5 separate regions of the Gossypium hirsutum genome follow, and all the other regions are linked to region 5. The links are chromatin contacts, called in public Hi-C maps. All regions are on one chromosome and are shown on one strand. The core of a region is the stretch at or near the end of the contact, and the rest is flanking DNA. Distances in the headings are between cores, read along the strand shown. Region 1 holds the start of LOC121209887 (probable calcium-binding protein CML41). Region 2 holds the start of LOC107896461 (serine/threonine/tyrosine-protein kinase HT1). Region 3 holds the start of LOC107896896 (probable galacturonosyltransferase-like 1). Region 4 holds the start of LOC107896489 (homeobox-leucine zipper protein ATHB-40). Region 5 holds the start of LOC107896533 (NEDD8-conjugating enzyme Ubc12).

Region 1 (4,337 bases), core at 388-2,887, 340 kb after region 5:
CCCATTGTTGAGGTATTTGTCTCTCTATCTTCTTTTCCTAGTGGTGTTTGCCTATTTATATGATATGGGTACTGTTCATTGAGATGATATACTAAGTAGGCTCCATGCATATAGACATGTGCCTTACTCTAGATTTAACATTTGTTACACGTTCTCATACACATATAACTTCACAAAGGAGTAGGCTTGACGAGGGAACTTTGCCTGCGAGTTCAGTCTGCAATCCCATCGTGTGAGCTCAGTCTGCGACCTTATCGGTTTGGGCCGACAAATTGGTTTTGGACCGATGGTGGTAACTATCCTAACAAACTTAAATTTAATAGTATTAACAATTAAACTTGAATTTTAAAATCTAAAAAATAAAAAAATTCCAAAAATTAAAATTCTACTGTGTAAAATTTAAATTTACAAAGAATATATAAATTTATGATATATTTTAACCAAATAAAAGGCCGTGGGGATTATCCAATTTAATGCAAAAACACAACAGCAAATGTGAAAGGTTGATCTTTAAAACCCATTTTGTCTGTAGTGGGTGGTCCGCTACGTTGTTGATCTTTTGGGACGGTGTAAATGCCGCAGAATTGGGTCCAAGTTTTGACTAACTAATCGAAAGCACCCTTTTATTCTGCTTCTACTTAGAGCTGGTGTAATATTGTTTTTGAAATATAAAATGATGTTACAAAATGTTTATATTCATTATATTTGAATAACAATAAAAAATTAATTTATTGTTTCTTCTTTTGATAACTAACATTAATTATTTGTAAAATTTAATTTGAATATATAAATTATATTTTAAATATTAAAAAATAATCATTAAAATTTTAAATATAAAATGTTATATGTTTAAGATAAATTTGAATATGAAAAATAATTGTATATGTAATTTAAATATTACAAAAAATATATTAAATTATAAAATGGGTAAAAAATATCATTTTTCTCTAAAAGTATTTTTTTTTTCAAATTCAAAAGTTAAACAAATGTGGTTTAGAGTTTGGGATCAAAAACAATTTTGATTGCAATAATTATGTGTTTAGCAATATTTATGGCTCTAAAAGTATTTTTCCCAAATTCAAAAGCTAAAAACATTGTTTATTTTCTAATTTGAAGTAAAAAATATTTTCTTTTAAAAGTATTTTATTATATGTTCTCTTCTTTTTTACTTTCTTTCTAAATGAAAAGAATATATATTTTTGAAAAAAATGTATAGCAATATGCAATAAAAAGTGATCAATAGATACATGCAATTATGAATTATGGATTATCATAAGAAAAAAAGATAGATATATAAAAAAATTAAACTTCACTTTCATTGCATAAGCAAATATGTATACATTAATCGTGGAATCAAATATTCAGATGTATTTTTATTTATTCATGGTACAATTTATTAAATAAAAATTAATTAAATAGGCGGAAATAGATTATTTTAAAGAAAACAAATATATATGGTATACATAGGATATGTGTTTACTGTATAAAAATTAAATTATACTTTAATTGAAATGATAAAATTAAATTTATTTTATAATATAAACAATTATTTTAGTAATTTTTTAATGAAAGTGATGCCTGATTAGTGTGTATATCAATAAATAGATATAGATAGAAGTATAGACGTAAGTGTAAACAGAAATCTTAATCGAACAAATTAGGTAACGCACTACACACCATTTTAAAGAGAGTTGGGCAACGGTCAATAAATTGTAGGTTAGGTCATCTAGGAAGTTGCCATGCACTTTCCTTTATGTCAATATACTTCATCTTCTAGCCTTCTCTGAAATTTCTCTAAAGCAAATCTATCATTAACTAAAAAAGAAAGACTTAGATGGCTTTTCTCTTCTTTATTTAAGCTGTTGAATCTTTGTTAACTTCACTTTGGAGCCTAAATTAGGGTTTCCACGGTCAATATATTATGGCAACTGCTAAAGTTTCCAAGGCTTCCAAATGGTTCTCTAACAAGAGCCTTAGGTTAAGCCTTCAACGTCGTGGATCAAAGTCTAGATCAACATCCTTAAGCTCTTCTCCTGGACCATCATCAACACCAATATCTCCTCGCACAATTCCTAATATGAGAACCAAAAGGCCTGAAGAAGACGAGATGAAGCAAGTCTTTGGCTATTTCGACGGGGATGGTGATGGCAAAATCTCTGCTCTTGAACTTAGGGCGTACTTTGGGTCCATCGGGGAGTACATGTCACATGAAGATGCTCAAGGGGTGATCAACGATCTTGACTCGGACGGGGATAGCATGCTGGACTATCAGGATTTCTTGAAGCTAATGAAAAGAGAACCCAGCAAGGATGATGAGGGAGATGATTATGATGATCTGAAGAAAGCGTTTGAGATGTTTGAACTGGAGAAAGGTTCGGGGTGCATAACACCCAAAGGGCTGCAAAGGATGTTGAATCGACTTGGGGATGCAAAATCATATGATGAATGCGTTGCCATGATTCGGGTATATGATATCGATGGTAATGGGGTGCTTGATTTTCATGAGTTCCATCAAATGATGGCTTAATTCCATTGTTCCTTCTATTTTTAACTAAACAATATTATTAGTATTTAGCTATACAGGAGTTTTACCACTTCACATAATCATGTACTCGTAGATCTTCGAATTCTTAGTTTTGATAATCAAGGCTCAAATCTTTTCCTCTTTGTTTATAAAACACGTCCAGTTACACGTGTGATGATTATAATAAATGATGCATCATGAAATAAGCTTTTTAAAGAAAATGAGGGATTGATCATTATCTTTCTATATGTAGTTTATGTAACAGTTATTAAGTATTTAACCACCGATATATTATTGCTATATTATTTTTACATATATTTTCATGATTGGTAATATTTAGTCTAATAATATATTTAGAGACCTAGTAAAATTTTCGAAACTTTTAGAAGCTAATGAGATATTTTTAAAAAAATTGAGGGTCTAATTAAAATTTTTGTGAGATTAATGAGAATTTTCAAAAAATATTTAATATAGCTTAATTAAAATTTTCAAAAAAAAATTATAATAAGAATTTTTAAAAATTTCAAGGGAGAAATGAAGATTTCCTAAAATTTTAGGGGAGATGACAGTCCGCCTTTGATTTAGTCACACGTATGACTTGTTTGTGGAAAAAAGAAGGAAGACTTTTTATTTATTTCGAAGAGGTCTTATTTTATACAAAAGATTTTTCTCATATTTCTAGTTATATGTTTAAATTTATATTAATTATTTTTTATTTTATGTCTAACTATTTTAGAACATGTGTTAAATAAAATTTTTCCTTATGCATTACACTAATAACCAAACTTTCTCCTTATATTTTATGTTGAGAAGTTTGAGAAATAAGAAACGCAACATTTTGGGTTTAGTAGAAAATATTGATCTTGATCTTAAGGTGATGCCGTTCCAAAGTTGTAAACTTGCACTTCTGAGAGCCTCGTCATGCCTATATGGTAAAACCCTTCAATAGATGTATTTGGTTGAGTGATAACATGAAAAGATGAAAGGAGAGAGTGAAAAAATGAAAAAAAAGAAGAAGATAAAATTCTAATAATATTTGGTGAGAAAGAAAAATGAGAAAAGAAAACAAGATATATGCTTTTTTTAATCATAATGCATAAAAACAAGTATTTTCCAATTAAAATAATAAGAGAAGAAAAAAAAAGAGACTAAAAGTATGTATTTTTAAAAAGTTTGATTCTCTTTTTATTTTTTAACTCTATCAATTAATAAATAAAAAATTATTTTTATCAAATTTTCTATAGGAAAAAATTATAATTTTCATCTTTCTATATATATTTTAATTTTTCAATTTTTATCCTTTTAAAATTTTTATACTCTATCGAACAAATCCTTAAAGCTAAAGCAATAAAAAAAAAAGAAAAAAAAAGCGCAAGTCCAGGGCAGAGTAGTAGTAGCTTTAACGTGAAGAAAGAAAACTTGAGAAGCTTGTTGAGAGGAAGCAAGCATTTTGCCAAATCCATCTATGTCAAAAATAATTGAGTAGTTGGGGCAGACTCATGGACGACCCGTGAGGCATTAAGTGCTGCTCCAAAGCCCTCAAACTTTGGCAATCCACTTTTAGCGTTGCTACTCACAAATTACTTTTGAAAATTGCTTTAATTAATGTCATTTAAGATCTGAGGTATTTAGTATTTTTTAAAATAAAAATATTGTGAAAAAGTTAAAATATTTAATTTAATTTAAATATTATTAATGTATAAAAAAATTAATTAATATATAAAAATATCAATCTTTTAAGTATTTTGTGAGCACTTAACATATATCACCAGTAAAATTTAATTTGAATATACAAGTTATAAGCTAGATATTA
Region 2 (4,477 bases), core at 1,360-3,859, 460 kb before region 5:
AAAGTTAATAAATAAAGATAATTAATATTGGTATTAATTATTTCAGTTAATAAATTATATATGTTAATTTATGATTGGTTAAATTTAAAAAAATATTAAAATTTCCTAAGTTTTGAAAAATATAAAAAAAAATTCAAAATTGTAATCAAACTTTAAAAAAATTCTAAAAAATTCTTTAAATTGGAAAAAAATTAGAAATTCAAGATTTTAAAATTTTAAAATTTTCCAAAACTTTGAAAAAAAAAATTCAAAACTTCTATAAAAGAAAATATTTTGACTTTTTTTTTCCAAAAATGGTATCAAATAGCTTTTAAATTTTAATAATTTGGCCGTTGTGGTTCCATCGGAATTTGTATGTCTAGAAGGGAGTGATGTGCCAAGCTCTTATGTTTTGTTTGCAGACTCTTTTTTGCAAGATTGGGGTTGTTCGCAATTGTCCTTTGAGCACTTTCAGAATACTCGTTAGTTGGGGAGGAGGCTTGATTGGGTTTGGAGTTGCCCGGTGGGTTAAGTGTAATGTTGACGCGAAGATGGCTGCTCGTCGTTTGGGTGGGTTAAGTGTAATGTTGATGCGGCGTTGTTTCAAGGTGAGTGTGCAACGAAGTGGGGCAGTGTTGAGGGACGACACTAAGGTGTTCCAACGGGCTTGTATTGGTTTTGCTCAAGGGGTGTATGCTCCTCATATTGCAGAAGCAGTGTCGATCAAAGAGACTCTATCCTAAGTTAAGTCTTTACGCCTAGATAATGTAGTAGTTGAAATTGAAATTAATTGCCCTCGATTGGATTGGTGGATTTGCTAATACAGTGGTACACGACTTAACAAGGGCGATTTTATTTAATGTGAACTACACTGATCAGGTTAGTTTTAGGGATGGCAATTCGGATAATGGATATCCGACTCTACGTAGCCAATTATAAAATAGGGTACATTATACCAACAGTCACTCAACTTTGGGGTAGTTGACAAAACAGTTACTCAACTCACAAAAAATAACAAAATAGTCACCACTAACCATTTTCGGTTACGTCTGTAACGGAGCTATCGTTTTCCATTATTGACTTAACAGAAATGCCATTTTTCATCCCTCTCTCATCCTCTTCCCTCTTCCCCACCATCCCTCCCTCTATCATAAGCCCCTTTACTTTTTTGCGGACCTCCCTACCCTTGCCTTCTCCCCCTCTTCCCTCAATTCCTTCTTTACCATCATCCCCAAGGAAAATGAACCCCAAGAAGGCAACAATATAAAGCGTGGCCACAAAGATACTTAAGGGCTTGAATGTGGCCACAAAGACCGAACCTTTACGCCATATGCACCATGCTTGCACACCAAATGTTACCATATTTCCAAATAAAGCCTAAAACAAAATTGGTCTTAGTTACAAAGCTTCGATTTGCCAAAATGACAAAGCTAACATGGGGAGTTACAATTTGCTTACTGAGTAGACCACAGAAATGAGCTCGATATTAGGACTCAACATCCAAGCGTTTGGGTCTCTTTCAAAATCAAAGTAACCAATGCAGATTGAATGGACCCAAAGAGGCAATAGAAGGAAACCAACGTTATCTTTGATGGATACCTTTATAGAATTACAGCCTTCAAATTTAGTAGGGAAAGTATTAGTTTGAAGTAGCCAAAGCATCGTGGATTATGAAATGGCATATTAAATTACCTGACCAATGATGTTTGCTGAAAGTGACGAAGAGGCAGTAGCGATGCAAAGGCCAGTTATGAGCCAATTGTTAGATGTTGTTAACATGGTAGAAGGAGATGGATGTAAATGTGGTTCAATTGGTGGGGAAAGTATTGGATGACCCTTGTAAAGGGTTATAATGGGTGCTCCAGAAATAGATACTAAGGTGCCCAACACTTGATCTGACTTTTTGGGCTTTTCAACTCTAGCTTTTCCATCCTATAAAATTTTTAAAAAAAATGAAAAAACTGACATAGCTAGCAAAGATCAAAGACAACTGATTATGCCTTATACTACAAAAACAAATGGCATAGTAGCAGAGACGAACCTGAAGATAACACCAAGAAAGAAAGTGAAATTTGGGATTAAGTTGGCAAGAGCACAAGCAAAGGTTGGAAAGTTGTATCTTATACCAATGATTACACAGTTCGGCATCAAAGTGATCCTGCAAAAAAACTCAGTTTTATAACCCAATTTTTTCACTAATAAAGGAATTATTGAACTCTATTTAGATTTAATTGCATACCCAACAATGATTAAGCAAAAAATTTTGTACAAAAAAGATAAAGTAATTGGTGGCCGCTTTTTCTTACATATAAGGAAGTCTCAAAACAGAAATAAATACCATTAGTTGCTCATCCATGGATCTAATTGATAGATAGATGAGAACCTCGTAAAGAAAAAAACTGCTGACAGAAGAATGAGAGAAGCCAAAACATTTGAGTAGATGAAAAGGACAAAGTGGCTCATTCCTTTGGACATAGCAGCTTTGCTGAGGGTGATAGGAATAATGGTGAAGAAGGAATAGTGGGAAGAAAAGGAAAGGGCAATGGTAGGGAGGTCTGCAAAAAAGTAAAGGGGTTTGTGATAGGGGGATGGTGAGGAAGAGGGAGAGGGATGGAAAATGGCATTTCTATTAAGTTAATAACGGAAACGATAGCTCTGTTATAGATGTAACGGAAAATGGAGTGACTATTTTGTTATTTTTTGAAAGTTGAGTGACTGAATTGAAACCCGAGTGACTGTTTTGTTAGCTATCTAAAGTTGGGTGATTATTGGTGTAATTTACCCTATAAAATATTTAAAATTTTATTTCCAACAAAATTCAAATGCATGACCTTTTCCAATTAAATTATGTTTTAACCATCAAGACTAATCTTCAAATTTGATTAAAATTAACATAAACTAATCAATAATATATAAATATTAATAAAAATAATTTTTTGAAATTAAATATTTCAATTAATAATAAATAATAAATAATAAATATAATAAATTTAAATATACTTAAAAAATTATCAAAAAAGATATATTATTTAACATCTTATTGTCTTAAATCTCATGTAGTTTCTAAATCCCCAGCATTTGGTCAAATGGGCAAAGATGTTCATCATATCCTTAAGGTCGTGGGATCGGTCCACAAATCGTGTATGTGTGGTAGTTTAAATGAATGTGTGTTTGGGTATTTCATTTGGCATGTTGGTTGGAAATATCAATGTCATGTGCCAAATTTTACCCGATTGGTCACATGAGGAAGTGTGATTTATTTGAAATTAAGATTGGTCAATAAAAAATTTTCTTTTTTGTGGGAGTGAGTCTAATTGATGTAACAGAGGAGTCTACCTTATCTATACTTAGTTACATTTTGAGGTTTAGGTTGCATATCATTAATAGAAAAATGCATATTGTAATATCATAATGTTATAATAATTATTTTACATTCATTATTTAATTATATAACAATAATATATTATATGTCTTTAAACTGTATATTATTTTGTATATTGTTTTATATAATATAATATGTACTAAATATAATCATGTCACATTACAAATAAACTCATATCACAATATTTATTTTAATTATATAAATATTATTTTTCTGTTAAAAAATTAACTAATTGAATTGATCAAATAATGAAAGGAAAAATTGCAAATCTAGAAATTTCGATGACTCCATCTTATTGTTCAATTAATTTACAAATACAAAAGAATAAAATTTAAGAGAAACTATATGACATTTAAAAAAAATAAGATATTAAATTAAATATATTTTTCTATAAAAATTTTAAACATATTTAAATTTATTATTTATTATTATATTTAATTTAATTATTCTATTTAATTTTAAAAATTATCTCATTGATGTTTATATGTTATTTATTAGTTTGTGTTAATTTTAATTAAAATTTAGGATTAGCTTTTATGGTTAAAGTATAGCTTTAGTTGTTAAAAGCCATATGTTCAAATTTTGCACAAAGAAAAATTCTATATATTTTGTAATAAATACGGAGTTGAATATCGAATATTTGACAGATAATAATATTTAATTTGAATTCAGATTTAGATATTAAAAATTAGATAATCTGCGAACGCGAATTCAGATAATTCAGAATTTACAGACATCCAACCTGCTGGTATCCCTAATTAATCCTCCTCATTTTATGATTAATGCTTTCACCTTTGATGCGTGTGCAAATGGTTGTGGTAAGTTCGAAGAACCATAACTTGGGTATAGAGGGGAAGCCTGTTGGTTTGGGTTAGTTAATTCTGTAGTAACTTGCTTCAACTTATTTGGTTGTGCTTTTATTTTTTATATATATATTATATGCATCTTCTATTTCAAAAAAAAAAATATTGGTTGAATGTTTACATGAAACAAATATTTATTGGTATACAATTTACGAAAATCAAATATAAAATATGAATTTAATTTTACATGAATCTCAAACATAAAAGGTTACATAAGTGTGTACATTTACATTAATTTTAATTAGTACAAATG
Region 3 (4,220 bases), core at 1,534-4,033, 320 kb after region 5:
CCCTCACCGCCGTCCACATCCTCATTCCTTCCACCCCCACCGCGGTCCCTCTCCCCCTCCCTCCCCACCAGCATCTCTCCATTTACTATCTTTTGGATAATTCAACCCAAATTGCAGTGTTAACAACTTAAAGAAGTAAAGCAAGAAAGATGGGTTAGATTCCTAGAGGCCGATTAGCTCAAGTTTAGAATTTTTATGTATTTTTTTATATTTTTAAAAAATATTTATATATATAAATATAATATTTTTTGAATTTTTTAGATATAAAATTAATTTGAGACTAATTTTAAATTTTGAACGTTATTTTTTAAAAAATTATGACTAAATTGATATAATATGTAAATGTTAAGGGTTAAATGTGTTATTGTACTAATTTTTTAACTATCATATTAACTTGACGTTTGTGATTTTAACAGGAGTGATCAAAATGATCAAACTATGTAACGTGAATACTTAAATTGTAATTTTTTTTTGAGTATTTAAAATAAAATTTTTTTTATAGTTGAATGATTATATATGTAATTTATTTTTATTTTATTTTATTTATGATTGTGTCTATATAGAGAGGGGGGAGGGACGGTTGAAGTTCCACCTATGAAAGGAGAATATTTAACATGATCTCAAGTAGTTAAAATTTAAAAATATAATCAAATGAGACAAAAATACTGAAGTTTATGATATTAACTAGCTAGAAAAGTCAAAATAGAGAAAACAAAAAGGTTGAAAAAAGTATTTAAAAATGTAGGGCTTGAACTTTGTAGATAGAAACCTGCGTATTGGCACTCGTTAATATTATTTAAATACAAATTATGTGCCGGTAAAATATATGAAAATATTATACGAAACCTCACTTTACGAAGACAAATCTCAGTTTGAGAGCTGAGAGTGAGTGAAACTATGGGGATTGCCGCTTGAAGCTGACCCCTTTTACTCCTTTTTTTTCTTTTTCAACTATCATCTTCACATTCTGGGGGTAAACCGTGTGGCTTAGGTCGAAACGTTTGATTCCATATTCAACGATTCAGTCGTAATTTCTTTATTTATTTTAAAGAAAAAAAAGTAAGATTCGAAACTTAATTTTCAAAATAAAGGGGTGAGAGATGGCAGTGCCGACAGCAGAAGGTTGTCAGTGTCGGTTGAAAAGGGTAGCATGATTGCATGAGGTTCAACTTTTTTTTTTTCCTTTTTATATCAAAGATCCAGAGAAGAAATTCGAAGGGGTTCTAATCAAAGAATAAAGAAGAGGGGTGTTTAATTAAGAAGGCTGGGGTCATCGTGTGGAGAGAAATAGGGGGTTTGTCATGTGTAGCACATGCAAAGCTTTGCCTTCGGTTTATTTATTTATTTATTAATTTATTAATTGCTTCGTGTAAACTCTATTAATGAAAGAGGGAACCATGCATGTCCCACTCACATCCTTTGTGTTAATAACTAACGGCAACTAACTCATTTGAGTACAATGGAATTCGAAAGTAGCTAGCCCATATATTGTGTTACCTACCTTTTCATATTAATCTTGTAAGCATATAATATAAATTAAGGCCAATTAGGTAAGAAGCTTTATGTTGGCCAAGAAAATCAAGTTACAAGTTTTGTGTAACTCATTTTTTCTCTAAATTGCAATAATACTTTAAAATATCAAAGATGTATGAAATAATAATCAACACTTGGAAAGGCTTATTGGATTCTTGCGAATATGACAAACGATGGCTTTCATAACATTATATTATATGATACAGGAAAAAGGGAGATATTATTATGGAACATGGTGAATATGGGCATGTAATTTTCAAAAAAGAATAAAATAGAAGTGGACGGTTTTAGTAATTATGGGAAGTCGGAGCCCATGTTAGGTCACATACTCGTGACAGAACACAAGAAGAAGTTAGATAAGGCGAGAGTGAGAGGGAAGGCAAAATGTTTAGTTAAGAGAAGCATTTCCCACCAATTTCTTGGTTTCTATGTCCCTATCTCCTAACAAAAGTGAACTTCCGTTTTGTCTTTAATAATTACCTATGACTTGCTTAGGTGGCACTCTATGGACCCACATATTGCAGCCACCTGGACTGGACGACGTTGCCTTGATAATAACTTTAGGACACCGGTAAGCTTCTGCATTTAATTTTTCACGGAATATGTGGATCAAATTAGAGACCAAAAGAATAAAATAATACTATTTTTTTTTTAATATTTTGTTTTTTTGTTACGCTGAACATGCAAATCCTTAGATTGAAGGCAAAAACTCTTGTGCTAGGGCTTTCTCTAGACGCGGATGGCTCAACTAGATCGTTGATAATACGTCGTTGTAAATTCAAGTTAACTACAATCTGCCCTTTTTGTCTATTTTTTTTTATATGGTGAAAAGGAATGAAAACCAAGAAAATTGGAGAAAGAATGTTGACATTATGGGTTCTAGATACAGTAAAAAAGCTAGTTTTAACGTATTTTCTTTCCCAACCTTACCATGTTTAATTAGGAAATCTTGAATGAAAGACATTCCATATTTTACCATAAAACGGAAACTATATCGTAATGACTTGATTTGCTACCATATTTGTACTCATTAAACCCTACTACCATATAAATCACCAACTGACTTGACTGCAATTTTTGTAATTATGTCAATCAATACAAGGAGCATTAAAGAAGAAGGTAAATATATGGTTTTAATTAATTTAATAGATTCATATGATTATTTTTAAGATTTAAAATTTAAATATATGTTGCTTCATTTTCAATATGCGATCTTTTTCTTTATAAAAAGGGAAAAAATTTTGCAACAAGCAAATGTGAAGCCGAAGACTTGAGAGTTTGAATTGTTTCAAAAACCTTTACTTTGGGTGGCTGCATCACCCCTTTTTTGGCACCGTGGGAACCAAGGATCCGTCCCCGCCCCCACTCTTAAAAGGTTAATAAACGTAGTCTAAACACTTTATAGCCCTTTCTTAATTTCCAATATCCTCTTGGATTCCCTCCAACAAAATGCCTAAACCACATGATCACCTCCACCGACACCACCTTCTTCTCCTCCTCTTCCTCCTCATCACTGCCACCAATTCTGCCCCTGCCTCCGCCACTACCACTAATTATCAAAGATTCAAAGAAGCTCCACAGTTTTACAACTCTCCCGCTTGCCCTTCCTTGGACACCAATGAAATGTGCTCCCACCAAGCTGTCCATGTTGCAATGACCCTAGACGCTGCCTACTTACGTGGGTCAATGGCTGCCATTCTCTCCGCCCTCCAGCACTCTTCTTGCCCTCAAAACATCCGCTTCCACTTCATCCCCTCCGCCACCGCCAACCACCACCACCTCCGCCTCACAATCTCCCGCTCTTTCCCTTCCCTCAAGTTCCAAATCTACCCATACGACTCCTCCAAGGTGTCAGGACTCATTTCCACCTCCATCCGCTCAGCGCTTGACTGCCCTCTCAACTATGCCCGCAACTACCTCGCCAACCTCCTCCCACCGTGTCTCAGCCGAGTCGTTTACTTAGACTCCGACCTCGTCCTCGTCGACGACATTGCTAAACTCGCCGCGACGCCGCTCGGAGACCGCTCGGTTTTAGCTGCACCGGAGTATTGCAACGCCAACTTCACTTCCTACTTCACCCCAACCTTCTGGTCAAACCCAACGTTATCTCTAACATTTGCCGGACGCAAAGCCTGTTATTTCAACACTGGGGTAATGGTGATAGATTTGCAAAGATGGCGACAAGGAGATTACACTACCAAGATTATAGAATGGATGGAGCTTCAAAAGAGAATAAGGATCTATGAGTTAGGGTCCTTGCCACCGTTTTTGCTTGTCTTTGCAGGGAATATAGCTCCTGTTGATCACCGGTGGAACCAACATGGCCTCGGAGGAGATAACTATAGAGGATTGTGTAGAAATTTGCATCCTGGTCCAGTTAGCTTACTGCATTGGAGTGGGAAAGGGAAGCCATGGGTGAGATTAGATGCAAACAGACCTTGTCCTTTGGATGCTTTATGGGCTCCGTATGATCTGCTGCAAACACCATTTGCCTTGGAGTCCTAAAATTTTGGTATCTTAATTATTTTTATATATGATTATGTTTTCATATCTAGGCCTGAGATTTTTAGTTGGATGAGGCCATAGAACATACACACAACATAGATTTGAGTGTAAAATTAAGATGTTTCTCTCTTGCAGATGGTGGCAAATGTTGGGGGGGAGGGGGGGGAGGTTTTCAATGTTCA
Region 4 (4,496 bases), core at 1,968-4,467, 400 kb before region 5:
TCTTTCATTGTAAAGGTTCACTATTATTACATTCCACTATCCTTGTCTATTTTTCTTTCGTCTTAACCAGCAAGCATAAGATGACCAGAATCTTTATCATCATAATAATCTGTTATCAATTAATTTTGTTTATGAAGTTGAGTGGGTTGAGTATTTGGGATATATGATGTGGAGGATAATCAAAGTTCCTAACCTTTATGAGATCCTTTGCCATCCTAGAATCTAAAAACCCTAGCTAATGGATTTTGGTGCATTGTATCTGCATTGCTATAAAGCATTTTCACTTTTTGCTTTACCTAAACACAGCTACTAATTTATAATGGATTCATAGTCAAATGGATTTACTTTTGCCACCTATAGACAAATGGAATGTATTGGTATTATTATCCATGAAAATTTTCACTTCTAAATACTCTTATCCTAATTTTCTCTTTCTCTTGGTTTTTATAGGACAGATTGGTGATTTATAGTTAAAATCTAGTGTTATATTTTATTATTATTATTACTACTATTATTATTATTAAAGAGCATGTAATCATTCTTAATTGATTTGTGAAATCTAAAATTTTCATTATTTACATATATATTACATAGGGTGTTGTTTGATAAATTAAAAAAATTAAGTGTTGAATTTAAGTTATAAAATATATTTAGTATATTTCATGAAATTAAGTACCGAATATGATTAGACTGGTTAATTAATGTAATTTTTAAATTTTAAAAGTAATTTAAAAAATAAAATTAAAAGAAATAAAATAAAATAAAAAGAACTGAAAAAAATGTACATTGAGTAAGAAGTAGTTTTACACATTTCCATTGAAAAATTCTATAAATTGTTCTTTTATTATGGTTTATAAAACGTAGTTAAAAAATTAAATTAACTGAAATTTTTTTAGTTGATTTAATTTTTTTTAATGAATTGTTAAACAAAACCTAAGAAAAGTTATTGTTCAGAAAATTATTAATTCAATTTTCTTTCAATCTCTACTAAAAAGACAGTAGAGATTATGACCCCATTTGAGAGTTTGATTATAAACATAAATGCGTAATACTTTACTACTATTATGGCTGAAAAATGTTTTTAAAGAAAGTAATTTTTTAACATTAATTTTAAATTTTTTTATCATATTTTATCTTTAATACAATGCTTAAAAATTATTTATAGTTTCTCCTCAACCCTTAAATAAAAAAAAATAATTCCCTTCAGCTAAAGAAAATAATTTTCAAAAGTATTGTGGAAAAGTGTTATTTGTTAATTATTGTTATAAAAAACTAGAGTGAAAGGTTAAAATGTTTATTTTAAATATGAGGTATAAATTAATTTAAATTATAAATTTTAAAAAAAATATATATATATAATGATACATTAAAGCTAAAGAGGAAAATACTGTTGGGGAGGATGAAAGAATAAAAGGAGGTGTTTCGATAATTTTACCATGAAACTTGAAAAGCCAAAAATTAAAATGTAGGTTTGAAATTTAAAAAAAAAAAATTTCTATAAAGTTATCTAAATGTCAAATACAGTATGCTGTAAAAAAAAGTGTTTTTATTCGATAATAGTAGTTAAAAAAAGATTTCTAAATTAATATGAATCTAAGTTAACATTACAACACTTTATATAACATAACAGTAGTTAAGAAAAGAAATTAAGGATTAATTACAATGGATTTGGAGGTCTTAATTATCCATATCTACACACGCTAACTAGTGATATGATAATTACATAAAAAGATTCATCCACTCCATGCCAAGAACATAATTGTTTTCTCCAATATAGAAAACATCTTCATATCCAAATTCCCCATGGAAAACTGGATCAATGGCTTCCATTGACAGTACAGATGAGCTTGTACTTTTGCTGGAAACCCCATCTACTCGTTCCGTTAGTTGCAGGATTTCCTTCTCCGCCTCGCTAAGTTGCTCCTTAAGCTTTACCACCTATAATTGTAACCAAAGAAACAAATTTAAATTGAATGTAAAAGTGGGCTTCGGCTAAGCCCAACCCCTGCCACAAGACAGTATGGTGTATGGAAGTGGACCCTCTGTTTTTCATTGGAAAACATTTTCAACTACTTTTTGTTGTGCAATGAGGTGGCTGTTTGTTGTTCCTTGTCAATGTTATCCCACTTTTTTTGTCCAAGAATATCGTTTCCCACTTTCTTTTAATTGAACATAAACTTATGATCTCATTAACTGATATTTTTAATAGCTTAAACCCAACAACATAAGTACATGACATGGCTTTCTTCGAGCCCTGAGCTCGTGCATGTTCTGATATTGGTGGGTCACCGTATCTTTTTTTATCAAAAAGATAAAGATCAAAGACGCTGCTACTTCCTTAATTAGTTTCATTTCCTTCCAACAAACGCCTCCTCAAGTTTGAATTATTTTTTTAATTATTTAATCTCTGAAAACATACATATTTTTTCCTGTTTGGTTCTAAGAAACCACAAGGAATTATGTCTAAAATATAAGAAAAACAAAGGGTTTGCATTTAAACATCCAAATAAACTTACAAGTGTGATTAAAACCGGATTTTTTCTTTTTTTGCAAGTTAAAATGATTTTCATTTGGGAAATAAAAGATATATGTATATTTACATACCTCGGATTCAAGTCGGCATTTGTCGAGAACAACAGTTTCGTGAAGAGACTTGAGCGTGCTATACTCTTCCTCCAGCTTCTTGTTCTTCCAACGAGCTCTACGATTTTGGAACCAAACAGCAACCTGACGAGGGTCAAGTCCCAGCTCTGAAGCAATCCGATCTTTCCTTTCTGACTCTAGTTTATGTTCGTTACCAAAATTAAGTTCAAGGAGAGTGACTTGTTCCTGGTTAAGCTTCCTTTTTTTAGCCACCGCACACTGGCTGTTCTCCCCTCCCTTGTTCTTCTTCCGCCGCCGTCGAGGCTTCGGTTCCCCTGCTCAACCAAAAGCCTGGCTTAATTATAAAACAATGCAAGAATAAATATGTTTGTGGTTTTAAGTCCATGCCACATTGATCAGTACCTTGGTGTGTTGCAATTTGGGTGTAAAATCCAGGGTAGATTTGGGAGATAAGAGCAATATGATCTTCATGTTCATTCATTTGGCTTGTCATCATTTCATAATCTTGGCTCATTTTCTCTTTCTTTCTAGCTTTTCGGGTGTGTTTTTTTTTTCCTCTGGCTTTCACTTAAATTGAGAAACGGGTGATCCCTGAGAGAAGTAATGGATGAGTTAAGGAAGTGATGTGGTTTATTTATAGGGTTAAGAGTAGGACTAGTTAGCAGTTGTTTGTTTACCATAAGACCTTTGTTTCCAATATTGGACATCACGTTCTTATGAATAACAACAATACCATTATAGTATTACAATTTGGTACACTAGTTTGAGACAATAAGAAATACTGTCACATCTAAACTGTATCATTGAACTAGTTTGGAAAATTCTGTCAACCAAATTTGCCATCCCCACGTCCAACAAGTGGATAAAGTTAGACAACAAAACCCTAAATTTCAAAAGTTCATCGTTTTTTTTTCACTATATAATACATGGTTTGGTTAAAGTTTTAGGATGTGATTGATTAATTGAAAATTTTAAATGTGAAAAAATTATGTATTAAATTTTTATTGTTAAATTTTATAAGTATTGAATTTATATCAAAAAATTATTTAAAAAATTAGTAAATATAAATACGGACTATAATTATATTGTTTGATAAAAGTAAATATTGATTTTTAAAAAATTATTTATTTTTAATTTTAATCTTATTAATATAATATTTTATATTATTTTAGATAATTTTAAATGAAAATAAATACGACAATTTAAATATCTTATTTAAAAACTAATAATTTATTTCAATTTTTAATAAAATAAAATCAATTTAATATTTTCTACCTCAAGTAATAAGTAGCTATATATCTTCTTACCTTATTCAATACTTTTTGGTTAAAATTTTATATTAAGTAAAAATTAAAATAATTACTAAATAAATTTAAAATATTAAATGTTGAAATTTTTTTATAATTTATCAAACACACCTCTATGATATTCTTTCATGTAAGTTCTGTGCATGAGATAAGGATGATATTTTTTTTTTAAAGCTGTAAAAGAAATAATTATCCTGATTTTAACTTAAAACCTAAAATAAATCATTCTCTTAATTGTGATCTCCTTAGACAAAACTAGGATTGGTAGGCTTTCCAAATTAAGTGATAAGGGGTGATGGTGGTAAGCAAGCAAGTAATACATAATTTTGCAAGTTAATTAAAAGGGGTTTGGGGATCCCAAAGCTGGCCACTATTGAAGTCCATAAACAAAGTTGGTAAATTAGGTTTGGCCTCTGGATCTGGGCATTCTAGTCAGCCATTGTTGTCCAATTGGGAGGTATTTTCACTTATTTCCATGTGTCTGTAAAATGGTTATAACTATGAGCCAATACCCCATGACTACTTTTAACCATATCTCAATCGTGGCTCGAGAGACGAATGAAAAACATAAAGAAAAGTTATGAA
Region 5 (4,886 bases), core at 2,220-4,719:
TGGTGACTCAGCTGCTTTCTTTCGCAGGGATGAGTTGGTAGAAAAAGGGAATGGTCGTGTCTCGTCTGTTTGGTCCGAGTCCTGGATGGCTACGAAAGCTGTTATTAGAATTCCAACTTTTCAGATAATTGTCTTGCAGGGAATTATTGGTTCACTACCATGGACTGCCATGGTGTTCTTTACCATGTGGTTTGAACTAATTGGTACACAAATTCTAACCCATTTTCTTGTTTCTTTTTAGCATTCCAAAAAAATGGTCGAATGCTACATATTTTACCGAATCACTGGTTTAGTGCTTGATTTTTGATACCTTTGGGTCTTTTTTTTTATTTTTTTTATTTTCTTGTTTCTCAGGTTTTGATCATAATTCTACAGCAGCACTTTTAAGTCTTTTTGCTATCGGATGTGCGATGGGATCCTTTCTTGGTGGGGTAATAGCAGATAGATTGTCACAAATTTACCCCCATTCTGGGCGTATTATATGTGCACAATTCAGTGCCTTTATGGGCATACCATTCTCATTGTTCCTTCTTAAAGTGATCCCACAATCAGTGAGCAGTTATTACACCTTTGCTGTAACCCTGTTTATGATGGGCTTAACCATCAGTTGGAATGCCACGGCTGCAAATGGTCCTATGTTTGCCGAAGTCGTCCCTTCTAAACATAGGACCATGATCTATGCATTCGACCGTGCTTTTGAAGGATCGTTTTCATCTTTCGCAGCTCCCTTGGTAGGTATCCTATCAGAGAAAATGTTTGGTTATGATTCAAAATCTATCGATCCGATCAATGGTTCTCCACGCGAGGCATTTGCTTTGTCCAGAGGGCTACTATCAATGATGGCAATTCCATTTGGTTTGTGTTGTTTGTGTTACACGCCGTTGTACAAACTCTTCAGGCGAGACCGTGAAAATGTTAGATTGGCGGCTTGAAAGAGGAAGAGATGATTTGATCGAATACTTGGTTATTTTCTGAGAACTTGGTTCACAATTTCTTTCACTATGAGGCACAGACATATACTACCTTCTATGGCAACATCTTGCTCATGAAGTTCCACTAACTTGTCAAGAAATTCATTATTATGCTGGTCATACATTGCCAGCCTGTAATTGTAGAACCATTGCGATTTTATTATAAACCATTTCTCTATCAGCTGCCTTGATTATAGGACTTTTAGATATAACTTAAAAGGCACATTAAAATTATATCTCTATCCTGTAAGCTAATAAGCAGAATTAAGAGATCTAAAGAGCATGCAATATGTAACCTAAGGTACATGCATACAAAAATGATTCATGTCAAAGATGGCTCTGAAGATGAAATCTGGTTCAGGAATTATTTCAATTATGGGAATGATTTGTTGCTCAATGTTCAACAAGCACCTAAATCCTTGTACTCAAAGCAAAAACAGGCTAAAGAAAGAAACAAAGAGGTATTCATTTTCAGAGAGAGAGAGAGAGAGAGAGAGAAGATGTCACATAATATGCAAGTGCATGAAATTCGGTCTATTGACTCTATCCTAGTTCCAAATTGAGATTATATGCCACAGAATCATACAACAGCATTGGGAAAAGCTAGAGTGAAACATTGATGGAATTTTTATCTGGTTGGTCTTGCAGGAAAAGTGAGAAAATCAAAGCAGACAATAGAGGGCAATTTGCAGGTAAATTATACAACCCACAGAAGCTCAAGTGTTTATGACGTGTGCATTTGCGCATTCAGCGACCTTGCTAAAGCTAGACACACCGTGGGAAAAAGGTTTGCCCAACATACCCGCCAGACATAGCCCTCCTCACATTGGATTCAAACATCTTTGGATTATCCCTCAACACTGCAGCAGCTTCATGATTGAGGGGATCCTCATAATTCGGTTCCTGCACACAAAATTCAAAGATTCAGATATCAGATGGCAGCAAATCCACTGAATTATGGCTATAAATATATTAGGCATTACCGTGAAAAGATGATATAAACCATAGATTATAGTGTTTATATTGAGCACCGGTTTCCAATCTTCACGTAAGATGTTAAGGCAAACATTTCCTTCCAAATCAATATTTGGATGGTAGACCTGGATATTCGAGTGCAACATGATACAAGCCGGGTTATAACCAAAAGCATGCGAGACCACAGCATGAATTTAGAAAACAAACATATAAATAAGGTAAGCCAGTCTACCTTGGTCTTGCACTTAACTTTGGGTGCCTCATGTGGATAGACGGGAGAAACTTGAAAGGAGAATAAAAATGTGCCACCGCTGAAACAGCAGCAGCCAATCAGTTTTATACTTGTTATAGCATTATTAATATAAGAAGATGAACGTAAAAAAACTCTTATAAGCATGTCATGTCTTCTCCAATAAACAAAAACTTTAACCAAAAAATTTGTGCTAGAGAGCAAAAGAAAACTTGTGTTAAAATAAGAGGCATGAAAGAAATTCCTTACAAATAATATCCTTCATCGGGGCGAATTGAAACCTCAAAATTCATCAGGTTATCCTTTCCATTTGGAAATGTTATAGCACAAGATTTGGGTAGGTTAAGCTCAGAAATATCTACACGTAGAAAGACAAAATAAAACATGAGAATCACACTAGGATCAAACACCAGATGCGCTTGAGCCAATAGATTCAGTGCTAGAACAACATATAGTTGAATAGATCAGTAAAGCTAAAGAAAATTAGCAGTAACACACCAAAAGCACCAAATCATAAAAAATAATGGATCTCTATCACAGAACTAAAGGAAATTTAAACAACTCAATCCATTATAAATGTGAAGCAAACCTTTGTGCAAACGCAACTCTCCTGGACTTTGCTTTTTAGTAGGAGCTCCCCCATTTGCATTTTCAGCAAGTTCTCTCTGCTTTTCCTTTACTTTAAACAGCCGAATCATAACTCCTACATATATATTAAAATTTAAAGTGAACCCATTCATTTCCATAGCCTTAACATCAAATTCCAGTTACCGCAGCAAAGCAATATCCATTCAGAATCTAAAGATTCAAAACCAAAGCATTAAAACAAAAACATTTGTTCTTAACAAACCCTAACTGAAAAATCTAGCCTTTATTATCAAACTCGATTTCCATACTTTTGAGCTGTTGACGATCAGAATCCATTTTCTTTTAATAAGACCACTCATTTACCTGATCCGAAGTTATTTTAACTAGACTAATTTAAAACTACTTAAAAAAACAAAAGAAGTGCCTCTTTTTTTCCCCATCTTTGCAATAATAGAATTTGAACAACAAAAAGAGATTCAAAATGAAATTAATTCTAGCAGATCATAATTCATGATACAACTAGTTGCAAAAATAGAAGAGATCGTTAAAGAAAAGAGAAAATGAATCTAACAAAAGACTTAAGTAATCAACGCCGATTAAAAGAGCAAGTGAGAAAAAAAGAAAAAAAAAGGTAGTGTGTTGGATTTATGATATTGTAACAAACCTGTTGGAGGAAAAGCCGAAGAAAGAAAAGAAGGAACTAAGGGATCTTTATTGTTTTAAAGAAAAAAGCAGAAACTAAGGGGAAATTGATGAAGAGAAGGGACAAAAGGAGGGGGTTTAGGATATGGATGCCTGAAGGAAAAGTAAAGGAAAGAGAGAGAAAGGAAATGACACGAAAGCTGGAGTGGAGGATGGACCCACTTGTTTTGTTTTTTTCTTTGGTGAAAAACTAGCGTCTGCAGTTTTGCGGCCTTATATTTGTAATCAAACCAATGTGCTTCAAAATTCAACGACATTTCACCTATATTTTTAATATTCACTTGCATTTATTGCGAATCAGTGGGAATACAAAGTATTTTTACCAATCCAATCCCAAGTGTCATTTTAAATTTTGTTGTCTAATTTGATTGTCGAGGAGGAGATCACTTGCCACTGTGATCAAATCATAAATTATTATGCGATGCTCGCTTTAAAAGCCTAAGAGTTGAAGGCTGCGTCACAATCTAGCTTGAGATATCCAGGGGAGTTAGAGCAAGCCCCCCTGAACTCGATGAAACCATGAAAAACATCATTCCCATATTGGATTGGATCCTTTGCTATTCCTTCCCATGTTTACTAATAATTCCATGATATAAAGTTTTGCCCAAGGGAAGAATTTGATACGAAAAGGAGGGGGGAGGGGAGACCACTGGTGGTAGGGAGCTGAGAGAGGGACGGGGAGAGAATTTTTTTTTTAATATTAATATTCAGATTTTCTTTTTCTTTTTTTTCCTTTCAATTCTAAAAAAATGGGTAAAGTCAAATAATGTTTACGTAGGGTTAATCGAGTAACAGTAATTAAGTTTAAATGCTACATTTAACCAAAAAAAAAGGTTTAAGTGAACACATATATAATTTAGAAGGTAATTTTTTAATTAAGTCTTGAAAAAAAATAAAGGATGAGAGGATAGCTTGAGGGGTACTATTTTAGGAAATAAATTACCATATACAATCAATCATGTCATTTATATATAAAAACTTTAATGGTTTTTCTTTTATTTTTTAAAAATTAAAAAAAATTACATTTATTTTTAATTATTATTTAACTTAAATATATAAAATCAATATGATATGGAAACAATGACTATTCCATGACCATAATTTTAGCATTTAATTTGAAACAATATATGAATATTTATCAATTTAAATAAAATTATAAACCATATAATGCTAAGAATTAAAAAAAATTTAATATCTTAAATTTGGAAATAAAGAATGCATAAAATAACTTCAAAAATTAAAGTGCATAAAAGAAATACTAAAAAAACTTATAGGAACGGTCTTGTTATTGGCATGTAATATCTTAAATTTGTGTTATGTGAAAAAAAATAATTTAACAACTGTTATGTCAATACACAATATTATTTAGTATTTTTATTTGATTTTAATAGAATTAAAAG

What was found. A called contact is a pair of places that touch in the nucleus more often than the background predicts.
Region 1: a contact with region 5 is called in a Hi-C map of leaf, with 2.6 times the contacts expected there. The contact joins the promoter of LOC121209887 here to the promoter of LOC107896533 in region 5. A contact is called at or near these places in 3 of 34 Hi-C or Micro-C datasets (all in leaf).
Region 2: a contact with region 5 is called in a Hi-C map of leaf, with 3 times the contacts expected there. The contact joins the promoter of LOC107896461 here to the promoter of LOC107896533 in region 5. A contact is called at or near these places in 12 of 34 Hi-C or Micro-C datasets (callus, hypocotyl, leaf and 1 more).
Region 3: a Hi-C map of leaf shows a contact between it and region 5, with 3 times the contacts expected there. The contact joins the promoter of LOC107896896 here to the promoter of LOC107896533 in region 5. A contact is called at or near these places in 4 of 34 Hi-C or Micro-C datasets (all in leaf).
Region 4: a contact with region 5 is called in a Hi-C map of leaf, with 2.2 times the contacts expected there. The contact joins the promoter of LOC107896489 here to the promoter of LOC107896533 in region 5. A contact is called at or near these places in 6 of 34 Hi-C or Micro-C datasets (callus and leaf).

What each region holds. Positions count from the first base shown.
Region 1 is chrA11:28,483,411-28,487,747 of Gossypium_hirsutum_v2.1, forward strand. LOC121209887 (probable calcium-binding protein CML41) reads left to right here and starts at 1,638. Exons shown (of 1, transcript XM_041081776.1): 1 at 1,638-2,745. The coding sequence starts at 1,922. The coding sequence ends at 2,527.
Region 2 is chrA11:27,684,417-27,688,893 of Gossypium_hirsutum_v2.1, forward strand. It overlaps LOC107896461 (serine/threonine/tyrosine-protein kinase HT1), which reads right to left and starts at 2,610. Exons shown (of 9, transcript XM_041081771.1): 1 at 2,318-2,610; 2 at 2,021-2,137; 3 at 1,672-1,911. The coding sequence starts at 2,335. LOC107896472 (WAT1-related protein At1g21890-like) reads right to left here and starts at 1,672. Exons shown (of 2, transcript XM_016821654.2): 1 at 1,438-1,672; 2 at 951-1,356. The coding sequence starts at 1,641. The coding sequence ends at 1,009. It overlaps LOC121209884, which reads left to right. Exons shown (of 2, transcript XM_041081772.1): 2 at 402-802. The coding sequence ends at 722.
Region 3 is chrA11:28,466,165-28,470,384 of Gossypium_hirsutum_v2.1, forward strand. LOC107896896 (probable galacturonosyltransferase-like 1) reads left to right here and starts at 2,784. Exons shown (of 1, transcript XM_041081775.1): 1 at 2,784-4,220. The coding sequence starts at 2,983. The coding sequence ends at 4,038.
Region 4 is chrA11:27,741,895-27,746,390 of Gossypium_hirsutum_v2.1, forward strand. It overlaps LOC107896489 (homeobox-leucine zipper protein ATHB-40), which reads right to left and starts at 3,218. Exons shown (of 3, transcript XM_016821676.2): 1 at 3,007-3,218; 2 at 2,605-2,918; 3 at 1,527-1,938. The coding sequence starts at 3,118. The coding sequence ends at 1,720.
Region 5 is chrA11:28,144,144-28,149,029 of Gossypium_hirsutum_v2.1, forward strand. LOC107896533 (NEDD8-conjugating enzyme Ubc12) reads right to left here and starts at 3,470. Exons shown (of 6, transcript XM_016821727.2): 1 at 3,449-3,470; 2 at 2,786-2,899; 3 at 2,446-2,554; 4 at 2,179-2,257; 5 at 1,955-2,071; 6 at 1,565-1,874. The coding sequence starts at 2,894. The coding sequence ends at 1,737. It also overlaps the pseudogene LOC107896524.